Regions from separate parts of the Mus musculus genome. Here region 1 is linked to region 2. The links are chromatin contacts, called in public ChIA-PET maps. All regions are on one chromosome and are shown on one strand. The core of a region is the stretch at or near the end of the contact, and the rest is flanking DNA. Distances in the headings are between cores, read along the strand shown. Region 1 holds the start of A730085K08Rik (RIKEN cDNA A730085K08 gene). Region 2 holds the start of Ano10 (anoctamin 10).

What was found. ChIA-PET counts read pairs in DNA pulled down with a chosen protein or histone mark.
Region 1: an RNA polymerase II ChIA-PET map of memory CD8 T cells shows a contact between it and region 2, with 37 read pairs. The contact joins the promoter of A730085K08Rik here to the promoter of Ano10 in region 2. A contact is called at or near these places in 2 of 115 datasets of contacts at active chromatin or transcription factors (extraembryonic endoderm stem cells and memory CD8 T cells).

What each region holds. Positions count from the first base shown.
Region 1 is chr9:122,393,970-122,400,126 of GRCm38.p6, forward strand. A730085K08Rik (RIKEN cDNA A730085K08 gene) reads right to left here and starts at 4,832. Exons shown (of 3, transcript NR_045967.1): 1 at 4,685-4,832.
Region 2 is chr9:122,292,194-122,297,958 of GRCm38.p6, forward strand. Ano10 (anoctamin 10) reads right to left here and starts at 2,230. Exons shown (of 13, transcript NM_133979.3): 1 at 2,111-2,230. Gm26797 (predicted gene, 26797) reads right to left here. Exons shown (of 5, transcript NR_168548.1): 4 at 4,175-4,249; 5 at 3,717-3,933.

The sequences.
Region 1 (6,157 bases), core at 3,582-6,081, 100 kb after region 2:
GCCAAATAGATAAACACAATGCAGGCTGGGTAGACAGCCTCTAAGCCATAGGCACTGTGGTGAGGTGGGTGATTTGTTCAGCTTTGGAGTGATGGGTCTTGAGATCTGTCTTCACACAGGCCCTCGGGAGGCAACTGATCTAAAACTGGGGTTGAAAGGGTGGGCTGGATGTAAAGACTTGGGAAGTGGAGTGTAGTCTAGTGACAGAAAGCTTATGTAGTATGTTGTAAGGCTTTGGGTTCAACCCCCACAACACAACCAAAATAAAAACCGATCTGTTAGGAAGAGGGAGACAGTTTCCAATCAGGCAGTAGGGTTGTTAGTAAGGGAAGTGGATGGAGGGAATCCAGACCTGGGCTAGAACCTTGGGAAGCATGCACATCCAACATCCAGCTTTGCAAAAATGTTGAGAGCAACACAATTAGGACTGGGTTGTTCCTCCTTGATTAATTATCAGGGAAGAGGGACTCTTAGGCATGGGATTTTGAGAGTGGAAAGACTACAATGAGCTTTCACAATTACATTAAAAAAAGAAAAATAGACATGGGACAAATTTGTGATCAAGGAAAAACATTCATTCTAGGTCAGGTCCAAGGATGAAGCCACAGGTGTGCACCGTGATAAAGCAAGGCCATATGAAACTGTTGCTTTAAACTTATAATGAGCTTAAAGAATGAAGCACTGCTAAAGCAGCCTTCTTCTGTAACTCCCCTTTTGTGTAAAATTTTACCTGTGAAGTAATTTCTAAAGAACTTGTCTAAGAAGATATAAGGAATGCCAGGGTGTGACCCATATGCCAAATATATGTGTGTGTGTCTGTTTGTCTGTACATACATGTGTATGTGTGTCTGTATGTATATAAATATACATGAGCACGTATGCAGCTTACAAGACAGGTGGCCGGGCCAGACTAGAATATATGTTTGTGAATGTGTGTGTCTATGTAAATAATTTTCTTTTTCTATTTTTCTTTTCTCTCTGTTTCATGAAGAGTTAACAAATTTCAAACCACCTCTTGTCTGGCCAGCAATAGGTCCTTGAGCCAGAGAAAAGGGAGCCCTAACAATTAAGCTTTTTTTCTTTTTAATCTCCTTGCTGACAAAAAGAGTTTATTACAAGAAGCCACCAGCTTTTGGCCTTAGAATAGTAAAAAATTATAGTCAGCAGAATTGCTAAAGATAAATAAACTTTGGCCTCGACCACTGGCCCCGTACCCGTCGCTGCCTTTCTCATAGAACTGGTTGCTGGACTCTGGCACACATCAACGTGAAAATGAAGACCACTACTCCTGGGATATTTTTAAAAAGCCTTTTAAGAAGAAAAGCCCCAATAGGAACTGCGCATGCAGCTGGATTCCAGTGCCTTTCAGAGAAATCAGTGTAAAATGCTCACCTGCGCCTTCCTGTGCTCTGTGTGTTTTAACCCAAGCTTTGATTTATGTTTTTCATATTGACCTTTGTTGTTTGTCTCATTTAAAGGGAAAAGATTGATAAACTACTGTCCATTTTATCAAAAAACTTCATAAGTCAAAAGAAAGAGGCCTAGAGTTAATGACAGGGAAATGTTTGTCAAAGCTGTAACAGACACCTGTAGAGATGGTGCTGCGGTTAAGAGCACTTGCTGCTCCTGCACAGGATGCGGTGTGAGTCCCAGCACCCACATGTGCATGTGTGTGGAGCGCTTACATACACTCTCTCACACACATCAACACTAAAGTTAAGTAAATTTAAAAAATGTAAAGTTGTGACAGATGAAAGGATGCCGAGTCATTGCTGAACAGCTTACCACAGGTAAGCAGGGGTATGCCAAAGCTCACAGTGCGTATGGGGACAGACCATCCACATGCTTACAACAGCTGAGGAGGGAAGTTCAGATCACCAAAAGAAGCAAAGTGAAGCTGTCATCCAGCAGACCCATGTGCAGCCACCATGGTGGCTACTGTACTCTTCCACCCTTCTTGGAAGGCAACTTTGCAACTGGTGGCAAGAAACTCCAAAACGTGAGCCTGTGCCCTTTTACCCAGCAACCTCCATTCTAAGAAGCTGCCAGAGAAAATAGACACATCGGGTCAAAGGTTCACACAGACATGTTTGTCTCTGTGCCCCAACGATAAGGAAGGAACAGAATATGCTAAATGTTGGCAAGTTGGGCTTTGCCTAAACAGCTCACAAATACGAAATCACACTCTGGATTTTTAATGGTATTGTAAAATATTCATGATGTCAGGGGAGAAAAAGGATACGAATTTGCATAAATCACAAAAAGAAATACACAAAATATTAAGAGATCGACATGTGGGTGGTGGCTGGCTTACTGATTGGAAAATGCAGATGTCTTTTCTTTTTTTTTTTTTTACAACTCAAACTTCAATAACAAGCACACTCGTTTTGTATTATTGACTTTAAAAAACAGTTTTCTTGAGCTTAAAACCCTTTGTGACTACAAAATTAAATCAACTCTGAAAAGTTAATTAACTTGAACAATGTGTTGAAATAATTAAATTGATAAGAAAAGTCATTGAATTTCTAAAAAGCACTAAGACTACTATGAATGTTCTGTATGCAGAGAAAATTGTTAGTTTTAATGACAGGAAAAGTGTTGGGGGTGGAGAATTAGCCCATGTAGAACCAGTGTGATTGAGTGTGTGTGTGTGTGTGTGTGTGAGTGTGTGAATGTGTGATTGAGTGTGTGTGAGTGTGTGAGTGTATGTGTATATACAGAGAGATAGAGACAGACAGGCAGACAAACAGACAGGGACAGAGACAGAGATGGATTTTTTTCTTTTTAAAATTGTTGTATTTATTTTCATTTTATGAGTGTTTGCACATGTGTGTATGGTGCCTGCAGAGGTCACAAGAGGGCATCAGATCTGCTAAAGCTGGAGGCACAGGTGGTTGTGAGCCACCATGTGGGTTCTGGGAACCAAACTTGGGTCCTCTGTAAGAGCAACCAGTGCTCTCAACAGGTTTTTGTTTTTTTTTTTAAGCCATCTTTCCAGCCTCGGACAAGGGTCAGGGGATCTTCAGGAAGTGCTGCTCACTCCCACAGGCAGCAGCATCACCAACTGCTTGAATAGGAGAGTCTTTATTCCAAACCCACCTTCCTGGCTGTATTCAGGGAGCTGCAGAGGAGGCTGTGTGCTAGGCTCTCTGAGTGGAGCTTAGGTCTTACACTGTGGTGTTTTCTAGGGCTCATGACTCCCTTGCAAGTGCCCTAAATCTTTTAACAAAAAACACATTGAGAACTAGCTTTTGGCCTGTCCACCATAAGGCCGCAGAGAGGCTAGGCCTGTGGTGTTGGTGTTGGTGGATAAATCAGATAGCCTTGGTTCTGCCCTTGTGACTCAGAGATGGTCATTACCTCATAGCTCCCAGGAGTTGCTCCTCCTCATGACCACTTCTACCCCCAGGTCTGGGGCAGAGCAGCCACCTAAACAGTCACTCCCTGCTGTCTCCAGAACTTCTACTGTGACAGTTAAAGCTGCCTTCTATGTGAGAAGGCCCTAAGGAGACTGGAGCTGTGGTGTGAAGACCCTGGCTCAGGGGAAGACAGGACTGAACAGGAGCCCTGAGGGAACCCACACTATATTAGGAAGGACTCTGAGTAAACCACTTGCCTTGGTTTCTTTAACTGTGAGGAGGAAAGGATGGCCCTGACACCGCTGCCTCCTCTTAGGGGCCTCAAGAGATGAAACAGGAGAATCCTGTAGATATGCCTTGAGCACACCACCCAGGCCAGACTGAGTTCCATCAGCACAAATCGAGGGATCCTGTTAACGTCTAATATGCCCAAGGTTTATGGCTTCCCCAGAGCAGAATTCTCTCATATTCCAAGTGTCAAAGGTCAAATACTACAATCTGCAAACATGTGAGAAAGAATTATTCAGGTGGTGCCGGCATCCACATGTGTGAGTGTGCATGTGTGTGCCCCCGGGGGCCAATGGCCCTGTGGGAGATGGTGGGAGGTGGCCCACCCAGAAGTGTCAGTTCAGCCCAGATGGAGGATGGCTGAGTTCCTTCACTTACCATCTGTGGTCTGGGGGTCGGAACAGGATAGATGCTGGGAAGACCATGAGTAACAGTGGGGTTTGAGGCTGGAGAAGCGAGGATAAAGGGGTTCCCTTTGCTCACTCTTCCAGATGGCCAGAGACACAGTGAAGGGTGTCCATCAGCCACTGTCACCCTCTTGGTCCACTCCTCTTTCTCTTGTATGTCAAGTTAATGGCAAACCTAATTCTGAGCCGACTTAGGGGATGGAGGTAGGGCATGGAGTATGCCATCTGGGGACTAAGGATCCCCAAGAAATGAGAAGCAGCTCTCTGGGTCTGGAATACGCAGACTCTTTACTACGCTGAGGAGATTCTGGTGAGTAAGGAACCTGGATGGATGCTCCAGGTAGGAGTGGGTTGGATAAAGAACCTTGGACCTAAATAGCTCAGAATTCAGCTCTGACACTGCAAGGAGCCCTTGGCAAGCCCTTGGAGATGGCCCCTCTTGACAGAGCCATGTTGTCTCTGGGAAGCTCCAGCTTCCAGGTTAGCATTGGCTCAGCAGAGGAACTTCCCAAACCCTTCTCCTTGTTAGCCACGTTTGTTGTAGTATCTCCCCCAATCCTCCCCATTCCTGGGTCCCTGGTCCTTCTCATTCATGTACCCAGGACAAAAGTCAAATCCTCCCCCACTGACCTTCTCCAGCTGTATGTAGGGTTGTTATGAAGCCAGGCTGGGGAGGTTGCAGGTTGGAGAAGAGCGGTCTGGGCCTGGTTCTGGGGTTCAGCCTTGCAGGGGATCACAGAGCAATGTGCTGCTTCCTGTTTCCAAAAGGCTGCATATTAATTAGGACGCTAGTTTGCTTCACCTATTCTGGGATGAGTTCCCGAAAATAGTATAAGAGGAAGAGAGCTCTCCTCCCGCTCTCTGCTTGCTCGCTCTCCTCCCTGCTCTGGCCTGCGCCTGCCTCCAGGCAGTTCTCACTGAAAGTGCTGTGGCAGTGGGAGGGAGGAGCCAAAGAAGGTGTTAATTCGCACACATCAAAGATGCACACTTTCATCTGGCTGCAGAAAAGAGAACAAGGGAACTCACACAGCTTTAGTATGATCAATGAACTTCCTCCCTTCTCAGAGGGGTTTGAAAAGAAGACGAAGAAGAAGAAAATCACCAGGCTTAAGAAAACCTTCCCAGTAGCTTCTACAATTCAAAGGACCTTCTCTGCCATATTACCTGCCTGGACTTCCTGGGGCCACGGTGGTGTCTGTTGGGCTTTAGAAAGGTTCCTGAAACTCCTGGTGGTCAGTCAGCAGATGTCAGAGCCAGACTGTGCTTGGGCCTGAGCTCTGAGCCCCTAGCAGGAGTGGGAGAGACTGGTAGGTTGGGGCTAGGGGCAGAAAGGGGAACAGTCCAGGCCAGGTCTCCTGTCTGTCCTTGAGCTGGTACTGTTGGAATGGAGGGGCTGTGTACCTCTGGAGGACATTGATACTGAAAATAATTGACCTTGAATTTGAACACAGGCCCTGCTGCTGACAACTAAGTGATACTCTGGGTCTGGGAACCAGAAGCAATCCTGGAGATCATTATTATTTGCATAAAAGTATTTCAGCAGGGCCAGAAAGATGGCTTGGTGGGTAAAGTCACTTGGCTATGCCAGTCAACAGAGATTCTGAGACTGCTTGACTCCTGGACTCTAGTCAGTCCTGGAATTCAGGCACTGAGTGTGAGTCTCTTCCTCCCTCCTGTCCCATGGAGTGCCCTCCTTACCCTGTTAGAGCTGAAATCTTGGCAGCCATGCTCAGCCATGCTGGGCTAGGTGGGTGGTGACATTGTTTTCTGGCTTTAGAGAGACAGAAACCCCTCCAAGGCAAGGCGGATCCTCTCTGCGTGCTCCTGTGACTCTTCTGCCTCTTTTTGGATGCTCTATGCTGAGAGACCAATTGCTTACTTTGAAGATGTGAACCCTGCTCAAAAGATTTTTGAGGGTCTGGAGAGACAGTTCGGTGGTTAAGAGCCCTCAGAGGTCCTGAGTTCAATTGCTAGCAACCACATGGTGGCTCACAACCATCTGTGATGAGATCCGATGCCCTCTTCTGGTATGTCTGAAGACAGTGACAGTGTACTCATTTACATAAAAATAAGTAAATAAATCTTTCAAAAAAAAAAAAAGAA
Region 2 (5,765 bases), core at 980-3,479:
GCCAAGACAGAAACTCAAAGCAGGAGCTGAAGCAGAGGCCATGGAGGGTGCAGCTTACTGGCCTGGTCAGCCTGCTTTCTTATACAACCCATGGCCACCCGCCTAGGGCTGGCTCCACTGGCCGTGGACTGCACACCCCCACCCCAATCAATCATCAGTCAAGAAAATGCCCCACAGATCTGTGTACCTGTCAATATGGTGGAGGGATTTGTTCAGATGAGGATAGTTTGTGTCAAGTTGAAAACAACAACTACAAAAAAAAAAACAAAAAAAAAAAAACAAAAATAAAAACAAAAAACAACCAGGACAAACAGCATTCTGAGCTGGCATCTTCCAAAAGCAGGTGTTACTGTGTAAAAATGCAGAGAGCTACAGACAACCCATGTATATACTGTGAGGGACTAGCTCAATGTAGCATAGATGGCATTTAAACACTTACTAATATACTTGCCTTGATCAGCCCTAATTCTTCACCTCCAAGCATGCATGTATTAAACACATAGCTGAAATACTATTATTATTTTAGAAAGAAGTAGCTGGTTGTTCAGTGTGAATATTTAGTGATCAAGGAAAATGATAAATGAGAAAATGTTAAGTTGGAAAAAGTCACAAATTAATATTAGAATACTACCCCATTAATTATATGTGTATTTATATACACAAAAGGAGAGAATTGACTCCCAGAATTTGACCTCTGATCCCTACACACATTCCATGGTATGTGTAAACCCACATGCACACATACAATAATATGTAAAAAAAAAAAAAAACACTTTTAAATATACAAATTAGGAAGAAAAACAAAATGCTACTAGAGGTCATAGGGTTCTGAGCATTCCTACAGGGCATTTATATTCTCAACTTTATCCTCTTTTCTGTGTTCCAACCTTTCTAGTTTTCCTCTTTACACACTCATACACACACGCACACGCAACCACACTACAGTCTATCCAAATGCACACTCGTTACAGTTTACCAGGCCTTGTCTATGCCTGTCTGATATTCTGCATCTCTCATTTCTCATCAAGAGGACCTAAATTTGGACTCCAGCACGCAGTAGAGTGCTTCTGTAATCCCAACTCCAGGTGATATGGGAGACAGAGACAGTAAAACCCTAAGAAGCCATAGGGCTGAATGGCCTGGAACAGGCAGCACAGCAGCAAAAATGAAAAGACACAAAGACATCCTATCTCAAACACGGTGGGAGGCAAGGGCCCACACCTGTGTCCTCTGTCCTGTACAAGCCTGTGTGTATCCGTTTGCCTGCACTCACAATAACACGAACGCACAGACAAAAATTTTTAAAAACCAAAAACCAAACCAAAGCAAACCAAAACAAAAAAACCCCAGAAAACAAAACTATATGCCTAGTAAAGTCACAGCCTCTTTGTCTGTGTGAGTGCCCTCGGACGTTCATGCCAGGTAAACAGCAAGCATCTCCCTCCCAGTTTACCCTGGTTAAGGGATGCACGGTTGCATTTAAAATTGTTTAAAGACAGAAAGAGTCCTTAGAAATATCTAGTCCTCTAAGGTTACTGTGACTTTAAATGGAAACCAGGCCACTCACAGTGCACCTGAAACTTTTAAAACTGCCGGGATTCGATTACAACATCAGGGTTTAAGGGATTGCGATTCAACTGTGGAGTGGGAACAAACTTGAAGAGACTTCAGTCAGACCGTCTACGCACCGCCTCAGCTATGGGAAAGAACAAACAGGGTTTCGGGTAGGGACAGGGCTCTGCACCCTTCACTGGAGTCATGCGACACCTATCACGGAAAGCGCACAATGGGCCCGGTCAGAAACCTCAGACCGGATCTGTTCACAACCCTAGAGAGACCGCGAGGTGTGACACAATCAAGGCTACCGGGCACCTTCCCCGAAGTGTCAATCAGAGCAGCCCGACACCCCGGGATCCCATGGTCAGTCAGAGACGGCCCTGCTCCAGGCCTGACGCAAATCCAGAGCCGGCCGACATCCCCCTGCCTCCGCCGGCTTTCACACCCTTGCGGATCTCCAGCCCTGACCAGTGCTTCCGTGGCTCTTTCCCTGTCGCGGGGGGGGAGCATCCCCAGCGGGCCCACCACACGGACTGCGCCCCTCCCCACTCACCGGCCGCCCACGCGGCGTCCTCGGGGACCGCGGGAGCGGGGAGAACCAGGCCCGCGGCGCTAAGGCGGACTGGATACACGACCGGGGCGTGGCGCCTTGGCCGACAGGAGGCGTCAACGACCGGGAGGGGCGGGGCCTTCCGGCTGTCACTCGGCGTGGGGGGCGGGATCACCGTGAAAGGGGCGGTGCCTTAACAGTTGTAAGTCCCGAGGAAGGGGGGCGGAGGTGTCAGAGTGAAGCTTCACTGGCTGACCCTCGGGAGAGGGGTGGGGCCGCGACGGAAGGGGCGGGGCCATGAAGGTTCTCATTTTGGTGGGATGTGGTGGTGCTGCATGGGCGTGGCCTCATCAGCTGTCGTTGTAGAGAGACATGTTAAAGGCGGGGCTGTGGCGAGTGGGGTGGGGCTTGGGTTGCTGTCACTCACGGCAGAAAGGGAGCCTCATCCGGAGGGGTGGGGCCTCGCTAGCGGTCCTCGTGGTGGTATGGGTGCGGGCTGGGTCTTGGCTTTGCTGGGTAGGGAATGGAAGGGAAAGGATAAGGCTCCTTACGCTTTCCTTTTCTTAATCTCTTAGACCAGAATCCAGACACCTGCCCACCTCTACCCTCTACCGTCTAGCCTCCACCCTCCACACCCTTCCAGTTTTTGCCTTCCTCCAGGGGACAAGGCCTTCACCCCAACCCCTGGGGGTGTTCCGGTTTGGAGGTTGTCCTCCTAGCCCCCTCTCTGCCTTAAGGAGCAATTCTTGGCTGGTTTTCAGCAGAATTCTGAAGCTCTCTTCTCTCTGAAAACCAAGGCAAATCTTTCAGAACTTTAACAATTAGAGTCAATTGACGACTCAGGAGACTTGTGGGTTTCAGTTGGAGAGTTCCAATTTTCTCAGCCCCTGAACTTACATTCATCCTTGCATATAACTTCATTCTTTGGTATCTGATTGGAAATGTTTGAAATTTTTTGAAAAACAATCATTTTAATGGAATATCTATTAAATCCTTTTTGCTCAGATAGTCTTTATACTGGAGATTAAACCCAGGGCCTTGTGCATCCTAGGGAAGAGATTATCCCAGCCCTCTTGGGAGTAATCTTATCACAGCTGAATTAACAAAATTTAGTTAAGCTGTGTTGGTGGCCCACACTTTTGTAGTCTCAGATACTCAGCAGACTGAGGCTGGAAGATCACTTGAACTGAGGAACTAGAGACCAGCCTGAGCAATGTAGTGAATCTCCATCTCAAAGCAAAGTACAAGATGTGAGCCTGAGTCATGGTGCCATGCCACTTAGTTTTTGTGAACCTGACACACCAATAGTTGCCTGAGAGGAAATCACATTAAGGAACAGCCTCCATCAGACTGGCCTTTGAGCTTGTGTGTTGGGGGGGAGGGGGGGTAGGGAGGAGCATTCTCTTGATGATGTGGGAGGGCCCAGCACACTATGGGTGGTACCATCCTAAGAGGGTGGAACCTGGCTGTTTAAAAGAGCAGGCAGTAAGCAGCAGTATTCTTCTGTAGTCTTTGCTTCAAGTTCTGTCTCCAGGACCCTGCCTTGAGCTCTTGACCTGGCTTACCTTAATGATGGACTATAAGTCAAATAAGCCCTTTCCTTCCCACGTTAGTTCTGGTCTAAATTTTATTGGAGCAACCAAAGAAGCAGGCTAGGACAGGCATGTCTTAGTTATTCTTTGCTATGTAACAACCCCCTTTGCAAGGCTCCATGCTCTCATGTTCCCAAGAGTCCTTCTTTCCAGTTGCTTCCTCTAGAACAGTGGTCCTCAACCTGTGGGTTGTGGACCCTTTGGAGGGCTCCAATGACGTTTCACAGGGGTCACCTAAAACCATTGGAAAACATGGATATTTATATTATGGTTCATAACAGTAGCAAAGTCACAGTTATGAAGTAGCAATAAAATAGTTTCATGGTTGGGGTCACCAGAGCAGAGGGGCTGTGTTAAAAGGTTGCAGCACTAAGAAGGTTGAGAATCACTGCTCTAAAAGGACAGTTTTTCTCTCCCTGTCTTAGGCGCCAGCTTCCTGAATAAACTAATCTCAGGAAAGCAGTCGGTACTTCACCTCGCTTTATCTTGCTCACTGTGGTTGGAGTTGTTTCCTGATCATTTCTGATTGTTAGCTCTCATTTCAGCCAGGCTTCAGATCAAGAGAAAAAGGAAAAAGGTATCAGAGAGAAAGGAAAAAGACAAAACGACAAAACCAAGAGGAAGCTCACTACCCTGCACTGATCTCTCTTCAACTTTGGGGTTCCCCGTCCAGTCCACTGCTGCCATTTACTTCATTGCTGGTATATTTTGTCAGATGTTTTAACAATAAGAGTGAGACACAGGGCGTAGTGGGCTTCCTCCAGTTTGATCAGAAATGGAACCTATTTATCCAATTAAAGAAGGTTTTAGGGGCTGAGAAGACCTCAGCTGGTGAGGTGTTTGTGGTAGGACTTGAGTTAATCCCCTTCACCACAGGAAAAGATGGGAGTGTAGCACCTGCTTGTAACCTCAGCACAGGCAAGGCAGCACATGTATGATACCTCAGCACAGGGGAGGCAGCACATGTATGTAACCTCAGCACAGGGGAGGCAGCACATGTATGTAACCTCAGCACAGGGGAAGCAGCACATGTATGTAACCTCAGCACAGGGGAGGCAGCACATGTATGTAACCTCAGCACAGGGGAGGCAGCACATGTATGTAACCTCAGCACAGGGGAGGCAGCACATGTATGTAACCTCAGCACAGGGGAAGCAGCACATGTATGTAACCTCAGCACAGGGGAGGCAGCACATGTATGTAACCTCAGCACAGGGGAGGCAGCACATGTATGTAACCTCAGCACAGGGGAGGCAGCACATGTATGTAACCTCAGCACAGGCGAGGCAGAGACAGAAGGACCCTGGGGTTTGCCAGACAGTCAAGAAATTCCAGGTTCAATGAGAGCCTGTCTCAAAAAATAAGAAAAGGTGAGTGATGTTGACCTCTGGCCTCCACAAGCACACACACAAACACACACACACACACACACACACACACACACACACACACGACAAGTCCCTTCCGCTCGACTCGAGCCCCGGGCTACCTTGCCAGCAGAGTCTTGCCCAACACCCGCAAGGGCCCACACGGGACCCCCCACGGGATCCTAAGACCTCTGGTGAGTGGAACACAGTGCCGGCCCCAATCCAATCGCGCGGAACCTGAGACTGCGGTACATAGGGAAGCAGGCTACCCGGGCCTGATCTGGGGCACAAACCCCTTCCGCTCGACTCGAGCCCCGGGTTACCTTGCCAGCGGAGTTGCCTGACACCCGCAAGGGCCCACACAGGATTCCACACGATATCCTAAGACCTCTAGTGAGTGGAACACAACTTCTGCCAGGAGTCTGGTTCGAACACCAGATATCTGGGTACCTGCCCTGCAAGAAGAGAGCTTGCCTGCAGAGAATACTCTGCCCACTGAAACTAAGGAGAGTGCTACCCTCCAGGTCTGCTTATAGAGGCTAACAGAGTCACCTGAAGAACAAGCTCTTAACAGTGACAACTAAAACAGCTAGCTTCAGAGATTACCAGATGGCGAAAGGCAAACGTAAGAATCCTACTAACAGAAATCAAGACCACTCACCATCATCAGAACGCAGCACTCCCACCCCACCTAGTCCT